Regions from separate parts of the Mus musculus genome. Here all the other regions are linked to region 2. A link is a contact called in public Hi-C, HiChIP or PLAC-seq and promoter capture Hi-C data. All regions are on one chromosome and are shown on one strand. The core of a region is the stretch at or near the end of the contact, and the rest is flanking DNA. Distances in the headings are between cores, read along the strand shown. Region 1 holds the start of Plekhh1 (pleckstrin homology domain containing, family H (with MyTH4 domain) member 1). Region 2 holds the start of Max (Max protein). Region 3 holds the start of Pigh (phosphatidylinositol glycan anchor biosynthesis, class H). Region 4 holds the start of Zfyve26 (zinc finger, FYVE domain containing 26). Region 5 holds the start of Vti1b (vesicle transport through interaction with t-SNAREs 1B). Region 6 holds the start of Rdh11 (retinol dehydrogenase 11). Region 7 holds the start of Arg2 (arginase type II).

The links. Promoter capture Hi-C pulls out the DNA fragments that hold promoters and counts their contacts. A called contact is a pair of places that touch in the nucleus more often than the background predicts. HiChIP or PLAC-seq counts read pairs in DNA pulled down with a chosen protein or histone mark.
Region 1: a contact with region 2 is called in an H3K27ac HiChIP or PLAC-seq map of embryonic stem cells, with 6 times the contacts expected there. The contact joins the promoter of Plekhh1 here to the promoter of Max in region 2. A contact is called at or near these places in 1 of 39 promoter capture datasets (embryonic stem cells), 6 of 115 datasets of contacts at active chromatin or transcription factors (astrocytes, embryonic hindbrain, embryonic stem cells and 2 more) and 2 of 9 other capture datasets (adipose tissue and liver).
Region 3: a promoter capture Hi-C map of pre-B cells shows a contact between it and region 2, with 8 times the contacts expected there. The contact joins the promoter of Pigh here to the promoter of Max in region 2. A contact is called at or near these places in 10 of 39 promoter capture datasets (the 3T3-L1 cell line, 3T3-L1-derived adipocytes, the C10 cell line and 6 more) and 7 of 115 datasets of contacts at active chromatin or transcription factors (astrocytes, embryonic forebrain, embryonic hindbrain and 3 more).
Region 4: a contact with region 2 is called in a promoter capture Hi-C map of pre-B cells, with 2.8 times the contacts expected there. The contact joins the promoter of Zfyve26 here to the promoter of Max in region 2. A contact is called at or near these places in 4 of 39 promoter capture datasets (embryonic stem cells, hippocampal neurons, liver and 1 more).
Region 5: a contact with region 2 is called in a promoter capture Hi-C map of hippocampal neurons, with 4 times the contacts expected there. The contact joins the promoter of Vti1b here to the promoter of Max in region 2. A contact is called at or near these places in 8 of 39 promoter capture datasets (the 3T3-L1 cell line, the C10 cell line, cranial neural crest and 4 more), 2 of 484 Hi-C or Micro-C datasets (B cells and regulatory T cells), 5 of 115 datasets of contacts at active chromatin or transcription factors (astrocytes, embryonic stem cells, large pre-B cells and 1 more) and 1 of 9 other capture datasets (adipose tissue).
Region 6: a contact with region 2 is called in a Hi-C map of B cells, with 7 read pairs. The contact joins the promoter of Rdh11 here to the promoter of Max in region 2. A contact is called at or near these places in 6 of 39 promoter capture datasets (the 3T3-L1 cell line, the C10 cell line, cranial neural crest and 3 more), 1 of 484 Hi-C or Micro-C datasets (B cells) and 2 of 115 datasets of contacts at active chromatin or transcription factors (astrocytes and large pre-B cells).
Region 7: a contact with region 2 is called in an H3K4me3 HiChIP or PLAC-seq map of embryonic forebrain, with 5 times the contacts expected there. The contact joins the promoter of Arg2 here to the promoter of Max in region 2. A contact is called at or near these places in 3 of 39 promoter capture datasets (hippocampal neurons, liver and pre-B cells), 2 of 115 datasets of contacts at active chromatin or transcription factors (embryonic forebrain and large pre-B cells) and 1 of 9 other capture datasets (adipose tissue).

The regions. Positions count from the first base shown.
Region 1 is chr12:79,027,207-79,030,461 of GRCm38.p6, reverse strand. It overlaps Plekhh1 (pleckstrin homology domain containing, family H (with MyTH4 domain) member 1), which reads right to left and starts at 1,299. Exons shown (of 29, transcript NM_181073.3): 1 at 1,042-1,299.
Region 2 is chr12:76,960,331-76,963,862 of GRCm38.p6, reverse strand. It overlaps Max (Max protein), which reads left to right and starts at 1,615. Exons shown (of 4, transcript NM_001146176.1): 1 at 1,615-1,873. The coding sequence starts at 1,838.
Region 3 is chr12:79,087,893-79,091,105 of GRCm38.p6, reverse strand. Pigh (phosphatidylinositol glycan anchor biosynthesis, class H) reads left to right here and starts at 1,436. Exons shown (of 4, transcript NM_029988.2): 1 at 1,436-1,666. The coding sequence starts at 1,487. 9230116L04Rik (RIKEN cDNA 9230116L04 gene) reads left to right here. Exons shown (of 3, transcript NR_110486.1): 3 at 1,121-2,401.
Region 4 is chr12:79,294,485-79,297,789 of GRCm38.p6, reverse strand. Zfyve26 (zinc finger, FYVE domain containing 26) reads left to right here and starts at 1,508. Exons shown (of 42, transcript NM_001008550.1): 1 at 1,508-1,564; 2 at 2,018-2,313. The coding sequence starts at 2,120. It overlaps Rad51b (RAD51 paralog B), which reads right to left and starts at 508. Exons shown (of 11, transcript NM_009014.3): 1 at 458-508.
Region 5 is chr12:79,170,477-79,173,833 of GRCm38.p6, reverse strand. Vti1b (vesicle transport through interaction with t-SNAREs 1B) reads left to right here and starts at 1,376. Exons shown (of 6, transcript NM_016800.3): 1 at 1,376-1,614. The coding sequence starts at 1,500.
Region 6 is chr12:79,190,348-79,193,615 of GRCm38.p6, reverse strand. Rdh11 (retinol dehydrogenase 11) reads left to right here and starts at 1,761. Exons shown (of 7, transcript NM_021557.6): 1 at 1,761-1,890. The coding sequence starts at 1,826.
Region 7 is chr12:79,129,480-79,132,589 of GRCm38.p6, reverse strand. Arg2 (arginase type II) reads right to left here and starts at 1,802. Exons shown (of 8, transcript NM_009705.3): 1 at 1,610-1,802; 2 at 677-749. The coding sequence starts at 1,720.

The DNA of each region.
Region 1 (3,255 bases), core at 50-2,549, 2.1 Mb before region 2:
CAGCACACTGGTTTAGGCTAATTGTTCATTTCCCTAAGTTTGGGACCACAGGGTTAACAATATCACAAAACAGCTCTGAGTAGGTCCCTTAGGCAGCTAGGGGAAGGCAAAGGACAGTATCACATGTGGAATCTAGAAGGCTTACGTTTGAGTCCTGTCTCTACGTGACCTTTACAGTCTTTCACTATAACCTTGGGCAAGACACAAGTTTTCTGAGTCCCAGTTTCCTCCTTCACAGAGAAAGGTGAATGGATTGTTGAACTGAGTGGCGACTATTTGCACCGCACAGTGTCCTGAACAAGACAGTCCAGAAAGTCTGGTGCTGAGGATTGATAGCTACTACATTGGGGGTGGGGGGAAGGGTTACTTATTTCAAATAACGATCTTTCGAGCATTCTCCTGGAACCCGGAGTTTGTCAATGTCAGTAAGTTTTATGAGGCGGATTTACAGTAGAAGCTGATTGAAGATCCTGACAGGGAGGAAGTATGCTGAAGGAGCAACAGGGAGAACATTCTATTTCCACAGGGTCTCGCTACCTCTGCCACCCTCCGTGGGAGACGTATTCCTAAGATTGCTAGGACACAAAGCCCCTGATGTCACTCAGAGTCCAACCTGTGTTCTTTTCTGCTTGGCAGGACGCCGTCAGTATGAGTTCAGCTTGACTCCTAGGACTCCTAGGAGAGACATCCAGCAATCACATTAACAAGCAACCTAGGACAAGCTGCTGAGAGGAGCGGAAGGGTTGAGCGGAGAGCACCGGGTTGGAAGGAAGCCTGCACGTACATCCCGGGGCCTTCCCAGGAGCAACTGGATCAAGCCGGTCCCAAAGAGCAGGACCTACTGCGGGAGGGGCAGTCACCGCCTCCCAGTGCGGGTGTCCTGGAGCTCCTGGTTGCCTGCGCCCGTCCCACGGCTCCCAGGTAGAGAGGCACCTGCTCCAGAGTTGCCCTCCCGGCCGCGAGGAGTCAGCCCTGTCCGTCCCGCCGGACGCCCTCTCCCAGCGGCACACCCCCCGGCCCTCCCCGACCCGCCCGGCTCACCTGAGTGAGCTGCCGGGAGTCCCGCCGCGACCCCGACCGCCACGCGCGCCTCTGCCCCACAGTGGCTCTCCCCGAGTGCGGAGAGGCCCCCGGGTCTCCGCTCCCCCGCTGCAGGGGTCGCGGTGGGCGTGGCGGGCCGAGGTCGGAGCCTGGAAGGTCCCCGGAGCTCCGCACAAAGCCCGCCCCAGCGCTGGGAGCAGCGCCGCGCCGGCTGTGTCCGCACCGCGCTCGCTCGGCGGGCAGCTCGCGGCCAGGCACAGGAAATGACCTCAGCAGCCGCAGCCTCCCACCGCGGGGCGCGGCCGGGGCCGCCTGGAGGGCTGGCTGCGCGCTGCGACCCCCAGACAGCGTGGGATCCCCGGCGGGATGCTCACCAGACTGGACCCTCCCTCCGCGGAAGGAGGTCCCAGCGAGTGTCTAGCCACCTGTAGGAAAGTCCCACCTGGTTACTGGGAGCGAGCAGTCTGCACAACTGATTTGGAGTTGAGAGAGAGAGAAGGGGGAGCGAGTCACTACAGCTCTAGGAGAACCTGTTTGTTTGTGTTTGTCTTGCTTATTTTAAAGGCGACAGCCAGGGAGCCAGAAGGGCAAGGAGCCCTGGTTTGCAATACCTAACTCACACAATAACAATTATACACCCAGAGGGAGTGGGACACTAGATGTTTGGTTAGGGGACTAGATGTTTGGTTAGGGGATGGGGCTGAGGAAGATGCAAATGAAATGTAGTTAGGAAGGAGCTTCTTCTAAGTGGGCGGCGGAACTCATGAAGGAGGTCCTGGGTTTAATTCCCAGCACACAAAATGAATGAAAGAAAGAAAGAAAGAAAGAAAGAAAGAAAGAAAGAAAGAAAGAAAGGAAGGAAGGAAGGAAGGAAGGAAGGAAGGAAGGAAGGAAGGAAGGAAGGAAGGAAGGAAGGAAAGAAAAGGGGAGGGGAGGGGAGGGGAGGGGAAAACAAAAGCTGCCTTTCCCAATTCCATAAACTGAACAGAAACAAAACACCCCGGGGCCTAGAATATTCACTCCAAGCACTCACCGAGAAAAATCCCCAGCCCCACCCCAGGTTTAAATCTGAATCTGGGGGTGGGAAGGGAGAGGGGAATTGCCCACGGAGCAAACCTCCTTAGGCATTCTCATGCACGGTTTTGAAAGCTCAGGAACTAAGGAAGGCAGTTAAATTGGGTGGGTGGGACTCCAAGTGACTTTATAGGCAAGACCTCTGGGTTTTGTGAAGGGGTGACACTTCCATACACTTTGAATAGGCAATCTTGAGCATGATATGAATTTCAAATTCAGAGGGCTAATAGTGGACACTAAGACTTTATCCGTTTTTGGCAGATCACCCCTACCCAAATGCAACTATTGTCATTATATATATTATGTATATGCATATTCATATATGTATTTATATGCATCTGTCTATATCCATATATATATGTATTTACAAACACCTTTTTTTTTAATTAATTAATTTATTTATTTATTTATTTTTTTTGAGACAGGGTTTCTCTGTGTAGCCCTGGCTGTCCTGGAACTCACTTTGTAGACCAGGCTGGCCTCGAACTCAGAAATCCGCCTGCCTCTGCCTCCCAAGTGCTGGGATTAAAGGCGTGCGCCACCACGCCCGGCTACAAACACCTTTTAATGCTAATTAAGCAGCCCTTCTTTTCACTCCCTCCCCGCCCCCCTTGAGATAGGATCACAGCAAGTATCTCCCTGGCTGATCTGTAACCCACCTTGTAGATCAGCCTGGCCTTGAACTCACAGAGGTCTGTTGGCCTCTACCTCCAGAATGCCAGGACTAATGATGTATGCCACCACACCCAGCTTGCTTTTTATTCTTGACATTATTAATTTGTTGACGCTAAGTGTGATGTATTAAAAACCTTACATTTGTAATAACAAATAGTTGAATTTTAGATGGTTAGCTTGTTGTTACTAGTGACCAGACACTGAAGGATAGAGCTCCAGAGGTGAGAAGAATGTCACCATGTGCCTTGGCTTCAAGGATACCTTAGGGTACCTTTGGGAGGTGAGGATAAAATTCAGTCTGGACCAATTTGGATCCTTGGTGGTGGCAGAGTTCTCCTATTAGCAGCAATGGAACATGAGCAGAGGCCATTGACAAATGGCCTCTTATCAATTCCTAAGGGTGAGATACTTTAAATGGCTGAGGCCAAATCAGCTAACTGCTCATGTACCAGCAAGCAGGCACAA
Region 2 (3,532 bases), core at 366-2,865:
CCCCAAAAAACTAACTTGCAGCTAAGGATGCACTCTGCACATTGCACATTGCAGGTAGATATATAAGGAGGGTTTGCGGTGATCATCCATTGTCTCTACTTCTGGTATCCAGTTAACTCTTACTATCTTATCCAGGCAGTGGTGGCAAATGCCTTTAATCCCAGCACTTGGGAGGCAGAGATGAGGCCAGCCTGGTCTACAGAGTGAGTTCCAGGACAGCCAGGGCTACACAGAGAAACCCTGTCTCGAAAAACCAACCAACCAACCAAACAAACAAACAAAAAACCCTCTTACCATCTTTGTCTCCCTTACAGCCCTTGACTTCTATTACGAGTCAGTGTCTGCTTATGACTGTGTTCTCATCACTAGGCTTGGCCACACGGACATTTAAGGCCAGCCTGGGCTAGGTGTCAGAAAGATTGTATTACACCACCAAGTTTCTGCACTCAATAGTCAGGGGTTAAATGATTTTTTACTCAAAAAACATTAACTCATAAATCAAACTCAAGACCGCACTCATTTTGAAGATCAATTGTAAAGTGGTAGTCTGGTTAATTTCTCAGATGACCTTATTATTACTGTTTGTTTGTTTGTTTGTTTGTTTGTTGTTTCATTGAGGACCTGGTGCACACTGAAAATGGTGACAGGGTAGTCCGGTTTTTGCTTTCAAAGCTGTGAAGTCTTTGAGGGGACACATCATGCCATTCCTGGGCTGCCACATATTAGATACTTAGCTAAATGCGGGTGGGGACAATGTAGTTACACTTCATACCTCGTTGCATTATGTATGACCTTAACTGGACAGGGAGCTGCACAACTTTCCCGTTTTGATTCTTTTTGCAGTTAATTAAAGTTCTCTATAAACTGGGGCACTCCCTAATCTGCTCCGGCTACAACAAACAGAAGGTAGGTTTTACTTGCACCTACGAGAGGTTTTGTAAACACTCAAGCCCAGCAAGGACAGTTCTCTCGGACAAATGAAAGCAAGATTCTTGAGATGAAGGACACCCGGCGAAATCGGTCCTTTAGTTTGTCCCGTAATGTCTCTTAACACCTTAAACCCAGATAACAGAGGGCCCGCGTGGGCATCTCGACCGCGCCCCCTGGTCAGCCACAGCGTGATTCCTTCCCGGGAGGGTTACGCCCCAGGGCGCAAGTGGAGCGACTCAAGCATTAAACGAGACAATGTAAAAGCAGTCTAGCCAAGAAGAGACAGTGTTATTTTGGCAGCCAGTTTCTCTCCCCCCGCCCCCAAACCCCCGAGCCTCCACCCAATCCCTTGGGCCGGGCGCCCAGAGCTCGGAATTGTGGCCGGCTCCAGGAGCCCAGCTCCCTCCACGTGTCCTGTCTTCCCAGCAGCCTCTCCGCCGCCTGGGGAGGAAAATCTCCTGACAACTCGCGGTCTGTGGACTACATCTCCCGGGAGGCACCGCGCCACTTCTCGCTGCCAACACCCGGGGCGCAGGCGCCCTGAGCTCTGTCAACAAGCGAGTCTGGCGAAGCCTGTGTGCGGTTCCTGATGGGATTTGTAGTTTCTCTGGCTCTCTCTCACTCGCCCATCCGACGCTCGAGGACTACAAGTCTCAGCTACCCCGGCGCGGTGAGCCCGGTCACGTGTTAGGGGGCCGATCGGGCGTGCGTGCCGCCGTTGATCCGGTGCTGCAGTGAGGTGGTTGTCGCCCGTGTTGTGTGTGCGTGAGTGTGTGTGAGTGAGTGAGCGAGTGAGTGAGTGTGTGCGTGGGGGCACTCGGCTTGTTGTTGTCGGTGACTTCCCCCTTCCCTCCACCCCTCCCCTCCCCGGCCGCCGCTGCAGTGGCCGCTCCCTGGGCCGTAGGAAATGAGCGATAACGATGACATCGAGGTGGAGAGCGACGTGAGTCCTGGGGCTTCTTCCTTTCCGTTCGGGTTGTCAGGCGGGGACAGCGGCAAGGGTTCTCAGCCGGGCGACGGCGGGAGGGGGTCGGGTCGCCGCCGCCTCCGTCCTTTTCTCCCCCTCCCCCCGGGGCCGGGACCGCCTGCGTCGCGCTCCAGGCTCGCTCCCCTCCAGTCCTGTCCGGAGAGGCCTCCTGGGACTGAAGGTGGGAGCAGACACGCGGCCTCTGGGACCCCCACATTCTCCCGTGGAGGAGGGTGTCGAGGCCTCCCTCTCCGCTCTGCCCGGCTGGGGATCCCATTATCCTTCCGGATCCTGGGCAAGGAGACCAGCGCTCAGCTCTTGCTCTTTGGGTCCATGAGCTCCCTCCTCCTGTGACCGGTTGATCCTTGGGGTGAAGGGGCTGGGAGTGCTCTGACGCCCTAGAGGGATCGAGGGAGAGCAGGCAGTGTTCCGGATCCCTCTTGTCCGGTTCGGATCCCAGAAGGAGGGGCAGTGCCTGAAACCCCCCCCCCCCCCCCCCCCAACTAGGCTACGGGATCTCGCTGGAGAGAGTGGAAGGGGAAAGAGGGAGGGAGGGGTGTCAGACTGACTCCCCACCCGCTGCTTCCTCCGCCGCCGGCATTTTCTTTCTTATTATTGAATTCGAAGTGTGAAAATAACTTCTGTATTTTCTATTTTTCTCTCTCTCTTATTCCAGGAAGAGCAACCGAGGTTTCAATCTGCGGTACGTCTCCTACTCTCCATTTCATTTTCATTTCCGTTCAGTTTTGGTTCTTTTTGGAGTCAGAAAAAGAGATCGTTCTATTACTTTTAATACTCTTGTAAACTCCTCTTAACCGCTAAGGTGAGGTTGAGTCTGTTGGGGTTGGAGGAGGGGGGCGTTGCAAATCCACATGATTCTTGATATTCAGGTGGTAGATTCTAGTGAGTAGGTAGGTAGGTAGGCAGGCAAGTGAGGAGGCCTGTGCTGTGAACTGAGTTGTTCTGTAGTGTTCAGTGCGGCGGAGATATGTGAGAAATGGAAGGGCATTCTGAAGTGAATGGTAGTGTTATTTCAGAGCAAACTGGCTAGGTTTTATTTAGGAGCAGGTAAACTTTAAGCAGTATCTCCATAGTTGTGTGAAGTTGCAGGCACATGTAATAATCGCCTTTAGCCAAGGTCATGTGACTACTGCAGACTCCTAGGATCTAGAAAAGCATGATATTCCCCAAAAAACGACAATGGAAAAAAGAGAGGCGCTAGAAGTTAAATATTGAAAGTGGCACAGCTTTTTGTGGTCTTGACTTTCCATTTGAGAAGAAAAAAAATGTTGAAGAGTGGCACTGTTAGAGACAGCTTTGCTGAAAGGTGATGGATGCATCCATATAATGTTATCAGTAACTTATTAGATTTTTTTATATTAATGGGGTTTTTTTGTAGGTGTTTCTGGCTTTGGGTTGACCCCATGCTTTCTTGTCTGGAGTCTGAGACTTAGGAGTAAATAGGCATAGATTAGAGAGAGAGAGGAGAGAAGGAATAGACTCAGAATACAACCAGAGGAGAGAGAGAGAGATGGAATATTTGATGGTTGGAAATGGTAGGGAAAGAGAATGGAGTGAGGTCCTCATTACCCGTGAGGACCAGGTAACAGCTAGTCAAGGGTGGAAGGAAGAGGT
Region 3 (3,213 bases), core at 187-2,686, 2.1 Mb before region 2:
AAATCCTAAAGCAAGAGCTCCACAGAAAAGCTTTGAAGAGCCCAGCCTGAGCCTGTGGAGTCCTCAGTGGGATTATTCAATTACATTTGTTTCTCCATTATTCATATTTATAGTGACTCAAGTTCTAAGAATAAATTCAAAACAGTGGAAATAATTACATCATCAGAAGTATGATTGTCTGTGCACTGCCACAGTAGTGCTCCATCCATGCAAATATATGGTTGGCAAACAGCATCTATTAGTGGCTCCCCCAGTTACCTTTCCCTAGTGATAAGTACTTGAAGAACCAGCCTGCTTCCATATTAGGCTTGAAAGTCATCTTACAGTGAAGACAATCTAGGTTCATTCTTGTTTATGAGTAAACCTGTTTTTCAAGGATTGAGCTATGCCCCACCTGTGACCTTAACTACAAATGGTTCTGTACTGCTTGTTCCAAGAATGCAATCACGTCTTTGTTTCAAAAAGTTGTTTATAGTCATCTTGCAACCTGACCTTTGCTTCAAAGGGTTATATAGCTACCTTGTTAGGCCCATCTTTGCAACCTTGTGTCTCTGTTCCAGAGGGACTTACTTGCTATGCTTGTGTGCTGCTCCTATAACTATATTTTGACAGACAAACCCCTCATTTGGAAACCTTCCTATCCCTGAGCTATAAAAGCCTGCCTTCACATCCAAAGCTGAACCCCATCTCAGGAGGAGGCAGCCCGTGTATGTGAATTTTTAAAGCTTGCTTTAATTAATTTGGTCATGATGATTTGGGTGGCGGTCTTTCTCCTCTCGTTTTTTTTTTTTTTTTGGATTAATATACTCTTTAGCAGCTGAGCCATCTGCCCAACTCAAAGCCTACCTTCTCTTCCCATGCATCCTAGCCTTGCTAGTTTTTTGATTCCTGTGACTGAAACCCATTCCAGCCTCCAACTTTGTTTTTTCCTGGTCCTTCTTTCTGGAGACTACCCCCACCTCCACCCCAACTCCCCACAGAACAGTGTGGCCCTTGTAGGTTTAATGGCGAAGACCTTTAAGACCTTTACTTAAAGCTGCCCAGACCTTCTACTAGTCTGAACATTTTTGTCAATAACACTACTTAAGTTACGTCTATTTTTTTTTTTTTTTCCTACTAGGAAAGAAGCTATGTAGAGACAGAAATCTTCAGTACCTAAAATCCCTTCGCAGGGAAATGAATGAATGAATGAATGAATGGTTACACCTGCAGACCATTTTGGGGGAGTCTTTCTGGCGTAACAATATAAATGAGTCAGTCAAATGAACAGAGATCTTAATCTGCCCAAAACTGGTGCCGCGGTTCTGGGGAGTTTGGGCTAAGGATAAACTGGGAGAACTTGCTGCAAGTCCCAGCCCTGCTCTCAGTGAGCGACTACGGCTGCGCGGACAGGCAGGGCTCAGCCGCTTCCGGGATGGTCGGGAGCCAACGAGACTTCGAGCCTCCGGGTGGGCTAGAGCGGCGCGACATTCAGGTGTGTGCGGCCATGGAGGACGAGAAGAGCTTCTCCGATATCTGCGGCGGCCGCCTAGCCCTGCGGTGCCGCTACTACTCACCGTACTGCCGCGAGTTCGGCCTCAGCTCGGCTCGGCTGTCGCTGTGCTCGCTCACCGCGGTCACCTGCGCGGTGTGGCTGGCGGCCTACGGGCTCTTCACCCTGTGCGAGGTAAAGGCGGGCGCTCGGCCGGCGCAGGCAGCTTGGAGAGGTCTCGGGGCTGACCCGTGGGTCCGGGAGGGTGGGGACTCCCTGGATCAGGGTCGCCGTTCCACGGCAGGACTGCCCTCCCTCCCCGAGAAGTTTGTGCTTCTGGACGTTCTACCACAGTGGACCTACTTGCCCTGCTCATTCATGGAACATAACCTCCTCAGAGAACTCAGTGCATCCTCCCGCATCACTTACTGGGTACCAAAGCCAACGGATAGCAGGCGTGCGACAGAATTACAGAAAAGTTTTTGCCTCCACAACTGTGCAGTACAGAATCTCCACCTAATATCTGTTTCTCAAGGCCAGGTCAACTACCATCCCCTCTCCCAACCCTTCCCCAGTTTAAGTGCATTTTCTAAAGTGTTGCCAGGTCTAAGACACGAGGGTTTTCTATGCTCAGTTTTCAGACTTTCTAATCTTTTTTCCCCCCGAGCCTCATTTTTAACATCTCTAAGTTGAAATTAATGGTTCAAAATATTGCGAAGGTCAACTGCTATTATTTTGTGACAGTTCCCAAGCAAAAAGAGTCATCCGATTGGCCTTTGTTCAGGATGTTCTGTTCTGTTTTAACTCCCTGTATAGCCCTAAAATGAATATATTATTCCAGGAGTGATCTTAATAGAGCCAGTACACCAGAACTGTTTATTTCTGCAATTTTCATATTGTTTGTATTAAAACATCCCTTAGCTTTTTTCTATTCTTTTGCTATTATTATTATTCTTACTTTGTCTGGACTGGAAGGCTCTATGTGGAGCCTGCCTCTGCCTCCCTAGGGTTAGGATCAAAGGTGTGTGTCATCATACCTGGTTCAATCACATTTATGCTATCAAAGTGTGTGGCAGAGCATCATAATTTGCACAGATTTTCATAGATGAAGTTAAGTCCCCTCACTGAGGGTCTGGGGAATGAATGGCTCATCAGATGACTGCAGCGACTGCCAAACCTGACCACCTAATGCCAAACCTGACCACCTAATGCCAAACCTGACCACCTAAGCCGAATCCCCAGAACCCACATGATGGGAGGGAAGAATGGATTCAAAAAAATTGTCCTCTGACCTCTGCACAATAAATAAATATAAATAGTAGGGGCTGGTGTGGTGGTGCACACCTTTAATCCCAGCACTAGGGAAACAGAGGAAGGAACATCTCTGAATTCAAGGCCAGCCTGGCTACATCAGTCTACATTACCAGCTCCAGAACAAACCAAGGCTACACAGTGAAACCCTGCCTCAAACACAACACAAATAGTATTTTTTAAAAGACTCCTAATCTTTACCAATTTATATTTAAAAGTGTCTTCACAGGTCAGTTGAAGTTATTAAACTGACCTAGTCCTTCCCCAAAATTTTTAATATAATTGGATTTTTATTCTTTTTTGGGGGGATGGGGAGTGTTGGGGTCTTACCATGTAGCCTTGGCTGTTCTTGAACTCACTGTATAAACCAGGCTGGCCTGTAACTCAGAGATTCACCTGTCACTGCCTCACAAGTGCTGTTGTTAAAGGGA
Region 4 (3,305 bases), core at 259-2,758, 2.3 Mb before region 2:
GTTTTTAATAAACACACGAACTAGCCAAGGGATCGAGCCAACATTCGAATCCAGAGATCTGACTCCAGATTCCGCGCTCTTAACACCACAAGTTTGACAGTCCCTAAACTTGCCCGGATGCCTAATTTGCCCAAGAGCGGAGGAAGAAGTATCAAGAGTTAGAAAACCTGACGCAAAACTTCCTAATAAAACAGAGCACCTTACAAGCATCACTCGCCTCCCTAGAGGAAGTCGGAAGCTCCAGGACCCCGTCCGGGTTCCAGGGACGAGCCCCGTTACAGAGTACGTGCTCAACACGCAGGACTCTCCGCGACCCCGGTATCAACAGCCACAGGCTCCAAGAGGGAGCACAAGATAATGAACACACCTTCCTCCCCACAACTGCCCCCTCAGAAAACTCCAGTACCAGGTCAGCAGCGTGGAACTTTCAAAGTTTCCCCCACCCTCACACAATTACCCGCGAAAAGTGCGAGCAGCAACATCTGGGGCTCTGGTTGGTTGGTACTCTGGCGACTTATCCAATCAGAAGCAGGAAAATCTCGGGTTAGCCCAGCTGTATTTTGGGAATTGTAGTTCAGTCTCGAAGGTTAATCTAATTAAATTTTTCCTTTGTAGTGATTGCTTAAATCGAGGAGCGGAACCTTTCAAGACGAATGTAGAGGAGGGAAAACCCTGACTGGAAATTCTTTTCCTCAGTGAATCGCATTTTAAAGTTATTTCCTGGGCCAGAGAAGGTTCTTTTGGGGGGCTGAGGGGTTGGAAAAAGGGTGGGCAATATGCCCTATTCCCGTTTTGGGATGAGAGTTTTGTGTTTCCTTTGCACTGTTCAACACATTTAGATGGTGAAAATGTCCGGGAAATACTAACTAAAGCGTCTCAAACTAAAATACATTGAAAAAGAACCACTCAGTTTAGTTGAAAAAATAAAAGAAGTCAAGTAGGTTTCGTATTTAAAACAGCTGCGTTAAGAAAAACTAATAAACTTAAGAACTGACTTGATTACATGATTTGTGAAAAGCCTTTGCTCACTCTTTGTTTTCGTTTGCAACTCCTTTGTACCGACCTCAGTCTTTCGATGGATATATAATTATATATGATATACACACGATAGAATTAGATAGAATAATGATACAGGAAGATCCAGAATTCCTGTGGCTAACCTATCATCTATCACTGGTTGGCACGGAGAAAATGTTGACATCAAAAACAAAACAAAACAGTGGCGGGTACGGAGCGTGGAACACAGATATTCCTGGCCCCAGCTCCCCCGAAATGAATAACTGTGGATGTTGCGAGAAGGAGCAATCATAATTAGGGAGAGTCCTCAGTCCTGTAGCTAGCGGATCTAACTCTTCCTTAGAGTCCCCGTAGCAATCAGGTGGCATCACGTGATTCAAACAAACACGGCACTTGATTTGCATCTTGCTTCTCCTGAGCCAATAAGAGTGGCGCTCTCTTTCGTCATCGCCGCCCGTTCCACCACTCTTCGCAATGGGACTTGTCACCTGACCGGGATCAAACATGGCTGCTCTGGACGGGAAAATGCATTCGACTCCCGGAGCAGGTGAGTGTAAGGCGCAGGGAAGATTGCGAGGGTGCTGTCCACGACCCCGCTAGGGGGAGCATCCCTGTCCCCCAGCCTCCCGGCTCCACAGTTCAGTCCCAGATTGATCCCCTAATCTTTAGCCTCTGTCTTAACAGAAGGCTCTAACCAAGGGAGTTTTCATCCTTACCAAGGCATCCACCAACCTAGAGATTTGTAGCCTGACAAAATGTTCAGGAGGGAATGCGGAAGTAAATGTATGTGTCTGCACCCCAGGCTAGCAAAAATATTAAGATTGTTATATGTGAGGTCTGCGGTAGAAGATGAGGTACACCCCTTAGAGAAAGAGACGGCTCTCAAAAAGAGATAGTAACAGGTCAAATTAAACCCAAAACAGTCATTAGAAAAGTAAGTTCTGCCGTTTCTTTTCGGGCCAGCAGCTGGTGGTTCATCTAAAGTTTCGTTTCTTCTCAGCTCGTGTGGTGTTTCTAGGGGGTACTTCACGGATGAGAAAATTGAGAATGTATTTCGCGTAACGCCTCTATTTTCTATCTACCTGCACTCTGTGCTGGGAAAATGAGTTACCCATTTGGGAAAGAGGAAACCGCTACAGAGGAGGAACTTTTTGAGTTTTTCTGTGAGTGCCTGCGGAGGGGAGACTGGGAGTTGGCACAAGCATGTGTACCTCAACTACACCGGGGACAAGGAGAGATCCCCCAAAAGGTGGAGGACATACTACAGGCGCTGGTGCAGTGTCCCATTCTGCTAAGGTAAGCGATCCCCGCTCCTACCAGGATCTAAGAGAGGAAGATAGTGGTTCAGTGTTTGTACTCTAGTCTGTGTGTGTGTGTGTGTGTGTGTGTGTGTGTGTGTAGGTTTTCGAGACAGGGTTTCTCTGTATAGCCCTGGCTGTCCTGGAACTCACTTTGTAGACCAGGCTGGCCTCGAAATCCACCTGCCTCTGACTCCCGAATGCTGGGATTAAAGGTGTACACCACCACGCCCGGCTGTACTCTAGTCTTTATGGCCCCCCAGTCAGCTACTATCTTAAAAAGTTAGCAGACGGGGAACACATTTCAATATTCTGATGTTTTATCTGTGTAATGTATTTTACATCTAATGTACTCCAATGGCCATGAATTATGCTCTGCAGCTGAGTTTAAGCCTGACTACCAAAAGGATCCTGAATATCATTTCTTGTTTATTATCCATAGAAGATGGCTTAACTGCATTTTGTCTCCAAAAGACAAACCCTGTTCATTCCTCTTGCTTACGAGACTGATGATGGTGTTGCTCTGACAAAGAGTTGAAAATGCATTGACTTAAAATGTTTTATTGTGAAATAATCATAGACCCACAAAAGGCTGAAGTACAATAGAGTTGGCACAAGCTTTTTCCAGCTTCCCCAGTTGTGACATCTCATTCCAGCTGTGTGTGCTAAAGCAGCAAAACCAGGAAAAGTGCATTACTATAAAAAAAAAAAACTATGCAGTTTTATCCATTCAGGGGTTGATATACGCCCACTGTAATAAAGATACAGAAGTTCTGCACACTACACATGAGTCCTCTCACTCCTTGCTACTCTACTGTATGTTTGCACTATGACCCCTTCTTGCCTCATGAGAACCACAGTTCTCCATCCTAGATCTTATATTAAGTTCTTTAAGGTGTGTACTACTGCCCAAACTACTGACTTAAAGTAAGGCTTATGAATTCCTATAACTAAATAGTTATAAGTGAATCGCTATGAACTCCCTTTATT
Region 5 (3,357 bases), core at 127-2,626, 2.2 Mb before region 2:
GGCTCCACAGGCAGGGCACTTGCCCTCACATGTGTTCATACATATTCAAGTATAAATTTTTTAATTTTATGTTTTTTGGGCATGGTTTCTCTATATGGTCTGGCTGTCCTGCAATGTGCTCTGTAGACCAGGCTGGCCTCGAACTCAGTGATCCATCTGCCTCTGTCTTCCAAGTGCTAGGATTAAAATTGAACAACAACACTCTTGAACTACCTTTTAATTTTATAAGAAAAATATTAAGACTTCGCACCACTGCTAACAACATCAGACTTTGTCATCCCTGCACACTGCGTTTTGTTTTTATTTTTTCATTGAATTTAACGGTTGGTGGATTCAAGCTTGTAAAACCCAGGGCTTCAAAGACAAAAATCACCAGGAACCCACTCCCACACACACCTTAGAAGATGGACTATAGGATTTGCTTATGCTAGATAAGTGTTGTACCCCTCGGTAACACCCTTTTATATATATATATATATATATATATATATATATATATATATATATATATATATATATATATTTCCATGTATAAATATTGAATCACCACGAAAACTTTTGTGAGTGGGCCCTTTGTTGGAAACCCTGCCAACAGTATACACAGGGGTTTATATCTATGGAAGGACAGAAAGGACTTCGTAATTGTTGATATATTTCACATAAGGGCAGATAAGATGGGTCTGTCTTCCACACCAAATCATACATTACCCAAGGGCAGAGACAAAATTACTTTGATCAATATATAACTTTGGTTTATCAAAATGTCTATTCTTAACATGTTGTGAATGAGAACCCGGGGCAGCCTAATGGTCTGGACTGGTTCAGCCGCTAAAAGCTGTGGGTATTCTGGGATCACACTGCCCATTTTCCGGTTCTGAAAACATGTGACCCTGGCCACTTAATCTCTCCACTTTTATTAGAGTTATACCATCCGAGGGTAGGCAGGCCTCTGCTCATCTATCTAGGGCTGAGACTGAACATTTAGACGGGATATGAAGTCAGGTGGCAGAAGGAACTGCGATGACAGCGAGGGGCGTGTGCTAGCCAGTCTGCGCAACACCGCTGGCACTCCGGGCCCTCCCTGCACGGCCGTCCTCCCTCACTTAACTACAATTCCCAGTATGCACTGCAGGACCGGCGGGCCCGGATGAGGCGGCCGAGGCGCCAGTCCCGCGGGCTCCCTCGGGCCCTTCCCTTTGGTACCTCCTCTGTGCCCACTGTTTGTCTCCAGGTCGGAGCCACCGGCTCGTCTTGGCGCGAGACCGCGCCCCTGTAGTAGCTGAGTGTCGTCCCCGCCCCGGCTTCTTGTCAGGCTTTGGCGCCCGGCGCCCGTGCAGTGACAAGCAGGGGGAGGGCGTCCGGCTCCGAGGACCCCGGAAGCGCCTGATTCCGGGAGGCCGAGGTGCGGCTGCAGTGATGGCTTCGGGGCTGGGCAGCTGATTGCTGAGGTGGGAGTGGGCCCAGCGCCCGGTGGCCGCAGCTCACGCGCAACCTGCGCCATGGCCGCCTCCGCCGCCTCCTCCGAGCATTTCGAGAAGCTGCACGAGATCTTCCGCGGCCTCCTTGAAGACTTACAAGGGGTGCCGGAGCGGCTGCTGGGGACCGCGGGGACAGGTGAGGCGGGGGCGGGACCAGGCCGGGAGGACTCCGCAGGGTGCAGGATCCCAAACACCGACCCGGGGCTCCCCGCTTCCCCTTTGGGCACGCCCCCTGCTGCTGTCGGGCCCCGGACGCCCAGGGTGTGCTGCCTCTTGTGGTGACTGGGGGCGTGCAAAGGGATAGACATTAGGATGTCCTCTCCTAGCGAGCCTTTAGTTATCTTCCTCTCCCAGTAGCATAGGGCATTCTTCAATCTGTGCTCCTGTGACAAAACAAAAAACAAAAACAAAAAACAAAAAAAACCCTTAATTTGGAGTTGGGCATGTAGGAGTTTGGCATTTTGGTAGGCAATGAAATTTTAAAAATAGTTGTAACCATGGAGATTAGCTTATATGTGAGACAGTGGCGGGAGGTGAGGGGAGGAAGACAGCTACATTGGAGAGGAACCGGAAGTCTCACATTTAGACTTTTTTGACGTACTAGGGTAAATCCTTAAGGAACATAAGCAGCGGAGTAATGTGGATTTCATTTTAGAAGCAAGGCGGCGGATAGCTGGATAGAGGATGTGAGAATGGCTATAAGAGACTGTGTTAGGAGCTTCTATGACAGTTGACTGGGTAAGCATGCGAATCTGGAGAGTGAGCATTAAATCCAACAGGTGGTGCCGAGATTTATGAGACTGGTGGATGTGAGGAGGAAGATTGAGAAGGGGCCGTGTCTTCTCACGTGATCAGTTGAATGAATGAACTTAAATAAGAGGCGCATACTCGTTTGAGCTGGAGATGAGAATGTCTACCTGTGCATTAAAGATAACAGTGTATGACAAAATATTTTTCTGCCATTCAAGAGATTGCCAGTGGTGAACACTTTTAATCCCAGCACTTGGGAGGTAGAAACAGAATCTCAGTGAGTTCAAGGCCAGCCTGGTTTTACACAGCAACACAGAGTTCCAGACCAGCTAGATTCTTCTATCTTGAGACTCTATCAAAAATTAAAAAAAAAAAAAAAAAAAAAGGAAGGAAGGAAAGAAAAGAGTTCTAGAGTCAGATTATCTAAGTTACATACACCTTTTATTAGCTATGTGACTTTGCAAGTTATTTTAACCAAACTAGTTTCCACTATAAAGTAAAACGTAGCATCTGACTTCATGGAGTTTTTGTGGGGAGTAAATGAGATATGTAAAGCTATTAAAAACACCGTCTGGCAACAGTAAGAGCTACCAGCTATTATTAATATGTGTTTGTTGTTTTATTTAGAAATATTAGCTCTCTACACAGTTATTCTTAGGATGCTCTTTTTGCTTGCTTGTTTTTGTTTTTTTGGGTTTGTGTTTGTTTTTCAAGACAGGGTTTCTCTGTGTAGTCTTGGCTGTCCTGGAACTCTCTCTGTAGACTAGGCTGGCCTCAAACCACCTGCCTCTGCCTCCCAAGTGCTGGGATTAAAGGCTTGTATTGCCATTGCCCAGCCTCAGAACACTATTTTCTAATGTACTCATCACTTTGCATATTTATGATACAGTGTATTGTTTTTGTGTTACTAGGAAAGTAGTTTGGAATTGTAGTCTGTGAATCAGCCCATCAACACCATCTGGGAACTTGAGAACTGCACATGCTCAGGCCCCATTCTGACTCACAGAATCCAAAGCTTACGGCAAGCAGTCTGCCTTAACTACACTCGAGGGATTTCTAGTGCTGGCTTAAGTTTGAGAGCCAGTGAACTGGAAATGAAATAGTATTTTTGTTTGTTGTTTGTTTGTTT
Region 6 (3,268 bases), core at 512-3,011, 2.2 Mb before region 2:
TCTCTGTGAATCCTGGTACTCAGAGACTGCAGGAACTCACAAATTTGATACCAGGTCTTGGGGACTGAAATGTTGAGAATCGTTCCTTTGCTAGCCTGGGATAGCAGATGTTGCCTGTCCACCCCCCCCCCCCGCCTTGGTTTTTCCCCAAGGTATGTTACATCATTTTGGCAGAGCTGCACTTTCCTCACAGACATTTGATATCTCATCTGGTCTAACTCTCTGAGCAAGGCATAAGTTGCCAAACAGCAAGTTTCTTCATCTGGGGCAGCTATGAGCAAGTCATCAATATGCTACTAGAAAGTTATCTGGGTGTGGGCCTGCCTGTATGTATATGTATATGTGTATGTGAATGTGTATATAAATATATGTCTGTCTGTCTGTATATGTATATGTATATGTGTATATGTATATAAGTAAGTATATATCTGTCTGTCTGTCTGTCTGTCTGTATGTATGTATGTATGAAAAATGGTTGGAGCCTTGCTCTATCTGTCACATGTGTGAATGTATGTGTGTGTGTTTATAATTCTTCCCCACCACCCCCTCTCTCTTTTCTTTCTCACTGATCCCCAAAGAGTTGTCTCAAGAAGGCTGAAGGTTGAAGCAGGAAGGAGAAAGCTGCAGCTTTGACAACTCCTGAAGCAGTACTTCACAGCTGTCTGTGTCACCTCTCAGAGACTACACCAGTTTATTGTAGAAATACTGTTAAACATGTATAAAATGAATAAGAAACAGAATACGTAAAAGACTTTTTTCTTTGAGCTGTGAGCTGCTCTCTACATACTAGACACTAAGAAAGCGTTAAATGCTGATGATTACTAGATAATCCAATACTAAATCTGTAAGAATATGTCTTCTTCCCAGGTGCTATACAGTATATGGCTCCAACTTGACTGTGGAACAGGTATCTTCCAATGAATGGAAATTAATTATGCAAATGAACCAGAAACTGAATAGTGAAGGTGGGAAACCACAGACAATGACTTTTAAAACTTGTTAAACATGATAACTCATGTTTATCCCCATGAGGTACACCTCAAAGGAAAGAAAAGTTTGAACAGGGAGTTTGCCTTTTCCCAAAGAAATGTTCCTGGCCTTAGTTCAAGACGGGATTAAACTCTTTGACAAAGTGATAAAACCAACTGTGCCAATCTGAGAAATGCATTGTTTCCTTGAAGAGTAATACATGATATAGTCATCCAAGAAACTATTTTATTATCAAATAACAACCAAGGGCTTGGGAAATTATGAAGGATACTATCATAGATCGAAGTACACACAACCGTGACTCTCTAGGAGGTCTTAACTTGCTTTGCCCCATAGGGCAAAGGTCATCTCTGAGGAAGGACATCTTCCGCCACACCAACTGTCCGACTAACGGCTCCTGCCCTTTGTAATTAACCTCAGAATACTTTCCAGACGCTGTCTCCCAGACAAAATGTAATTTCCTAATAATGATTGGGGAAAATTGAACCAAACACTGGACTTGGGCTCCAGGAGATAGCAAACCCGCGAGACTTCCAAAGAGTCAATTAGTGGCCAGAGGAGTGGTAGAAGGGCTGGCTCAACGATCCCACAGGCCTAGGCCCTGGACCACTGAAGACCATTGCTCCACGGTTGTGTTATTCAACTTTTCATAGTGCTTGGAAGTATACTCTGAATGTATCACCGCCAGGCGGCCGCCAAATCCAGGACTACATTTCCCAGAGGGCTTTGCTCCCTGGCGGTTGCAGTTGAACCGGGGTGTGTCTAGGATCAGAAGCCATAAGTCCCGCTGTCCTCTTTAGAGCATCAACTTCAACTGCGCTTCGGTGGTGCTGAGATGTTCGGATTCCTGCTTCTGCTCTCTCTTCCCTTCATCCTGTACTTGGTCACGCCAAAAATCAGGTCTGTGCGAATGTTGCTTTTTCTTGCCAGGTCTTTTAGAGAAGATAAAAAATCCCTACTGAAGCCCTCTCCCTAGCCCCCGTAAAGAAAGACTAGGAAAGGACTGAGAAGCCCTTTAAGGTAGCAAAGATCTGGAGTTTACTGGACTGTAGGCGAGATCCTGGTGCCCTGGATGTGGGCACGGCCAGACGTCAGACCCCAGGTGGTCGTAAAAGCGCTCCAGGTCTCCATCATCCTGTATTGCTCTTTCTGGCCTACCTTATTTCCTCTAGCACTATTTGCTCTCTAGCTTCGGGAAGCCGCTGAGTATGGCGGGCTTTAGATTCTAACTGTTTTCTCCACTCCCAAGCTTTGAACCAGCCTTTGTCTAACTATTTGTCTCCAGCCCTTGAGGTACTACAGGAGGGTTGCACTTTTTGCTCTCTGAACCCGATGCCAATGTTATCTGGGGCATGCTTCCTTGTTGCCGTTATTCACTTGTTTAGGTGTTTGTGACAACTGAAGGGGAAGATTCATTGTCCTTCGGAGTAGGAACACGTGCTTGTTTGCCCTAATTAGATTACTAGGAGCCAGGAGAAGAACCACGTGGTCAAAGGATGGTTTCTTAATTAAGTGTCAGGTCAGCCCAAACCTGGAGGTGTGTGTAATCACCTGAGAATCAGCGGCAGGCTACCACAAGGGGCAGTCCACTGATTGGTTCTGAGTAAGTCACCAGGAGTGACGGTGGACCAGTAATAAACGCCACCTTCTTTCTGGGCGTGGCCATAGTTCCTATTGGAGCTGAGGCTGTGCCATCCTTCTGTCATTTCTTACCATGACCAACATTTTTTCTTCCAAGACCTACTTCCCACTCTTTTTGCTTTTTCTTCTCTCTCTGGTGGCTACTTTCATTTTTCCCCTCTCCTCTCTGAATACTTACAGCTCCCATAAGTAGGCACACATGGGCCTTGTACTCAGGTAAAAACTTGGGTTTCTTTTTACCACAAGATCTTCATATCCATATAGAATCTCAACAAAACATGAACCGGAGCTACATCCAGTGAAATGTGTCTTAGAAGCGAGCACTCTAAGGACTCTACTATCCCCGTTGGAGCCAGCATGGGAGAGTGGGGCCAGAGCTGCGCTTTCAAAGTTGATTTCTTGTTTTCGATGATGACAGAGGAAGGAGGAAGAGCCAATTCCTGGTCCCCAGGATTTGTCAGTGTTGAAGTTCAGTCTGAAGGGACGTGAGACACAGAGCCAGGGGCCTTGATCGCTGAGGAGAGAGAGGTTCCTTTGGGTACCACAAGTTAGTTTGTCTTAAGTAGTGGCTGCTTGCAGATAACAAGTTTAGTGGAATGGTTGAAATGCTCCTTAAAAACGCACTTCTGAGTCAACA
Region 7 (3,110 bases), core at 553-3,052, 2.2 Mb before region 2:
TATCTCGGAATTCTGATTTATTTCTGGTCCTAAAAGTCTAAACACTACCTTAATTACAACACAGAAAATTGCAAATCTGACTTCAAGGAATGCCTGTAAAAATGCACAGATCTATCTAGCTCTTACCTCATCTGCAAGGAGTCAGAACTCTTCCATGGAGGAGGCTAGCTAGGAACTGCTTTGAACAAGTCACCCAAGTGATTTCATAATTAGGTAGTTTTGGGGAAAAAAAAAAAAAAAACATCTACATCAGGGTTACAATAATACAAACCCACTAGCCCCAGAGAGGAAATGGTTTGGAAAGAGGCAACACGTGTGGTGGATGACTCAGGCTTGGCTCAAGTCTGAGTTAGGAAAGCTACCTTGTAACCAGGAAAGGTTAACTGAGCAGTTAGCTCTTGAGCGAGCTAGAATCCTTAGCTGCACTGGCAGTACACTGGCAGTACACTGTTCCAGGACCTACTTTGCTCTGCTTCACTTTCCCCAACACTATCTGCAAGAAGACTTCCTCTGAAGATTCCCTGATAGATGTTTATCTGCAGAAGGAATCCAAAGGATACCAGATGGGAACAAATTACAGGTGCCAAGCTGCTACCACAGGATCAGGATAGAAGAGATGAGATTCTGAACAGGTTTTTTCCCCTTCCGGAACAAACACAGAAATCCAACCACTTACCCAACCTGGAGAGCCTCTTCAGCAAGCCAGCTTCTCGAATGGCAGCTGGACCATATTCCACTCCTAGCTTCTTCTGTGAATCATACAAACCCCACAGACATAAGAGAAGGTGAGGAAAGGAGCAGAAACACTTTGACACAGAAATCTCTGCTGCTACCCGGAGCTCCTAAAAGACTCCTCTGCAAACCTTTCACAGCATCAAAACTTCTACTGTAGAAGGCTGATCGTTTCACTAAATGCTTAATGGGCGGAGGGAAGATTCTGTTCTTGAAAGCAAATCAACCTTCTGAGTCCCTCACTGAGAGCCAGACCAGGAAAGTCTCGGATCAGGAAAGGGCTCAGTGAGCTTTGATCCGGTACCTGTATCTGGCAGAACGCGGCACCTAGCTTCCCCATCAGTGAGTGCGCCCTCCGCGACAGCAGGTTCCTTTCATTGAAGGCAGAACAAAGCCCCTTCGTCCCTCCCGCAGTTGCAGAGACCGACATCAATTTCTTTCCAGGTTAATGCTCTTTCTGCAAGAATAGAACCTGAAGCCTGCCTTAATCCCCGGTCACCGTCTCTAACCTCCTCTCCGACAATTTCTCAACGATCCCGGTTTTGCCTTCTCCAGCTCCTCCATGGAATCCTCTCTCTTTTCCTTCCTGTCATCACCCCAAAGCTGGAAATGCCCACTCTCCGTCGTCCTGGAGGCCGCAGATGCTCGCTTCTCGATGCCCACTTCCCTCCCTCTCGATGCCCAGTGCCCTCTCTCACCCCCTTGCCTTCCATCAGTCCCTCATCTCCATCTGGGTCCAGGAAAACCCAACGTGCGCTCCACGTACCCGCCATGGGATCCCGCGAGCTCTTCCCCCCGTTTTTTCCCCCCTCCTCCCTCCTGGCCCCAAGAAACTCTCTAGGCTTAGTGTCCCGTCAGCTCGGGTCGCAGCTCTCACCTGTCCCCGAGAGAAAGGGGCTCCGACTATAGCTACAGAGTGGACGGATCTCGTCAGGACGCAAGGAATTTGCCCGTGGAGGAGACGGGAGGCGCTGCTCCTCAGGAACATGATTGGCAGGGAGGGGATTACCCTAGGAGAACCGGCTCGGTGCAACTCAGGACCTCGAGTGAGTGCAGCCTCCCACAGCTTCGATGCTTCACTAGGCGAGCGCACCGCCCTGTGACGTCAGCATCTCTCGGACACGCCTCCAACCAGCCCCCGGCGCACCTTCTCGGAGGACTACAGCTCTCCAGGGCCTGGGACGCGCCTGCCGTTAAGTCACCATTGGACCTGTCCTCTCTTTCCCTGGACACGCTCCCCCCGCCCCCGATGCCTAAGCCACCAAGGCGGATACCATAAAGCCGCTGATCAGAGTGGCACCTGTGTGGTTTCCCGGGAAGCAGCGTCCCTGCCAGGTTGGAGACCTCAGTGGAACTTGAGAACTTGACACATGTACCCGCCCCAGGCGCTATCTCGGCTGAAGAGTTGGCACTGGCCGTGGCCTGCCCGCACCCGGGGTCATCTGCTAACCCACACCAAGTCAGCATCCATCTGCAGCTTTCTATCTCAAAGCTTAAAATCCTAGAAACATTTACCCCATCAGTGTCCTCTTGAGTCTGGCTTTTTAAAAACTCACCTACCTTGGATCTTTGGGGAGAATTTAGAATTTACCAAGCAATTACTTTCTAGATTTTTTTTTTAATTTTTTTAAACAAAATTTTATTTCCTTTTCAGATTTTTTTAAATGTGTATGAGTGTTTTGCCTGTATATATGTTTGTGCACCACAGACATTCATGGTGCCCAGGGAAGTCAGAAGTGGATATAGGATTTGCTGGAACTAGAGTTACTACAGACCTTTATGAGCCACCATGTGAGTGCTGAGAATCAAACCCAAGCCCTTAGCAAAAGTAACAGATGCTCTTAACTGTTCAGCTACCTCTCTGGGCCCCTGTTTTCAGTTCTTTACATGAACAATAAGAGCACTGGTTACTAGAGGCCAACTATATCAACACATTCTGATCATTCTAAATTAAAAGGAGGCTGAAACAAATCCAAAAATATCAAGGAGCTTTTCATGGTTTTAATAGTAAATAGTGGCTGATGGCCCTGCAATTACGGACACACATTGCTCTTGCAGAGGACCTGGTTTTTGCAGAGTTTTATGCATAGCCATTAACCCCAGCTTCTGGGGAATCCGATGCTTCTTGCCTCCACAGACACAGCAAGCTAGGGGAGATAGAAGGATCTGCATTCTTTGTTGTAAGCACAAGTTTACAGTATGATAAAATGGACATATTGAGTGTTTCATACAGTGGCAAGATTGTCTAACACTGTACTCTTAACTGTGACTCTGTAGCCTGCTGTAGTGGCTATTCCTGGTTGTCAACTTGACAATATTTGGAATGAACTACAATCCGGAATTGGAAGGCTCACCAGTGACCCTTATCTGGAGGCTTG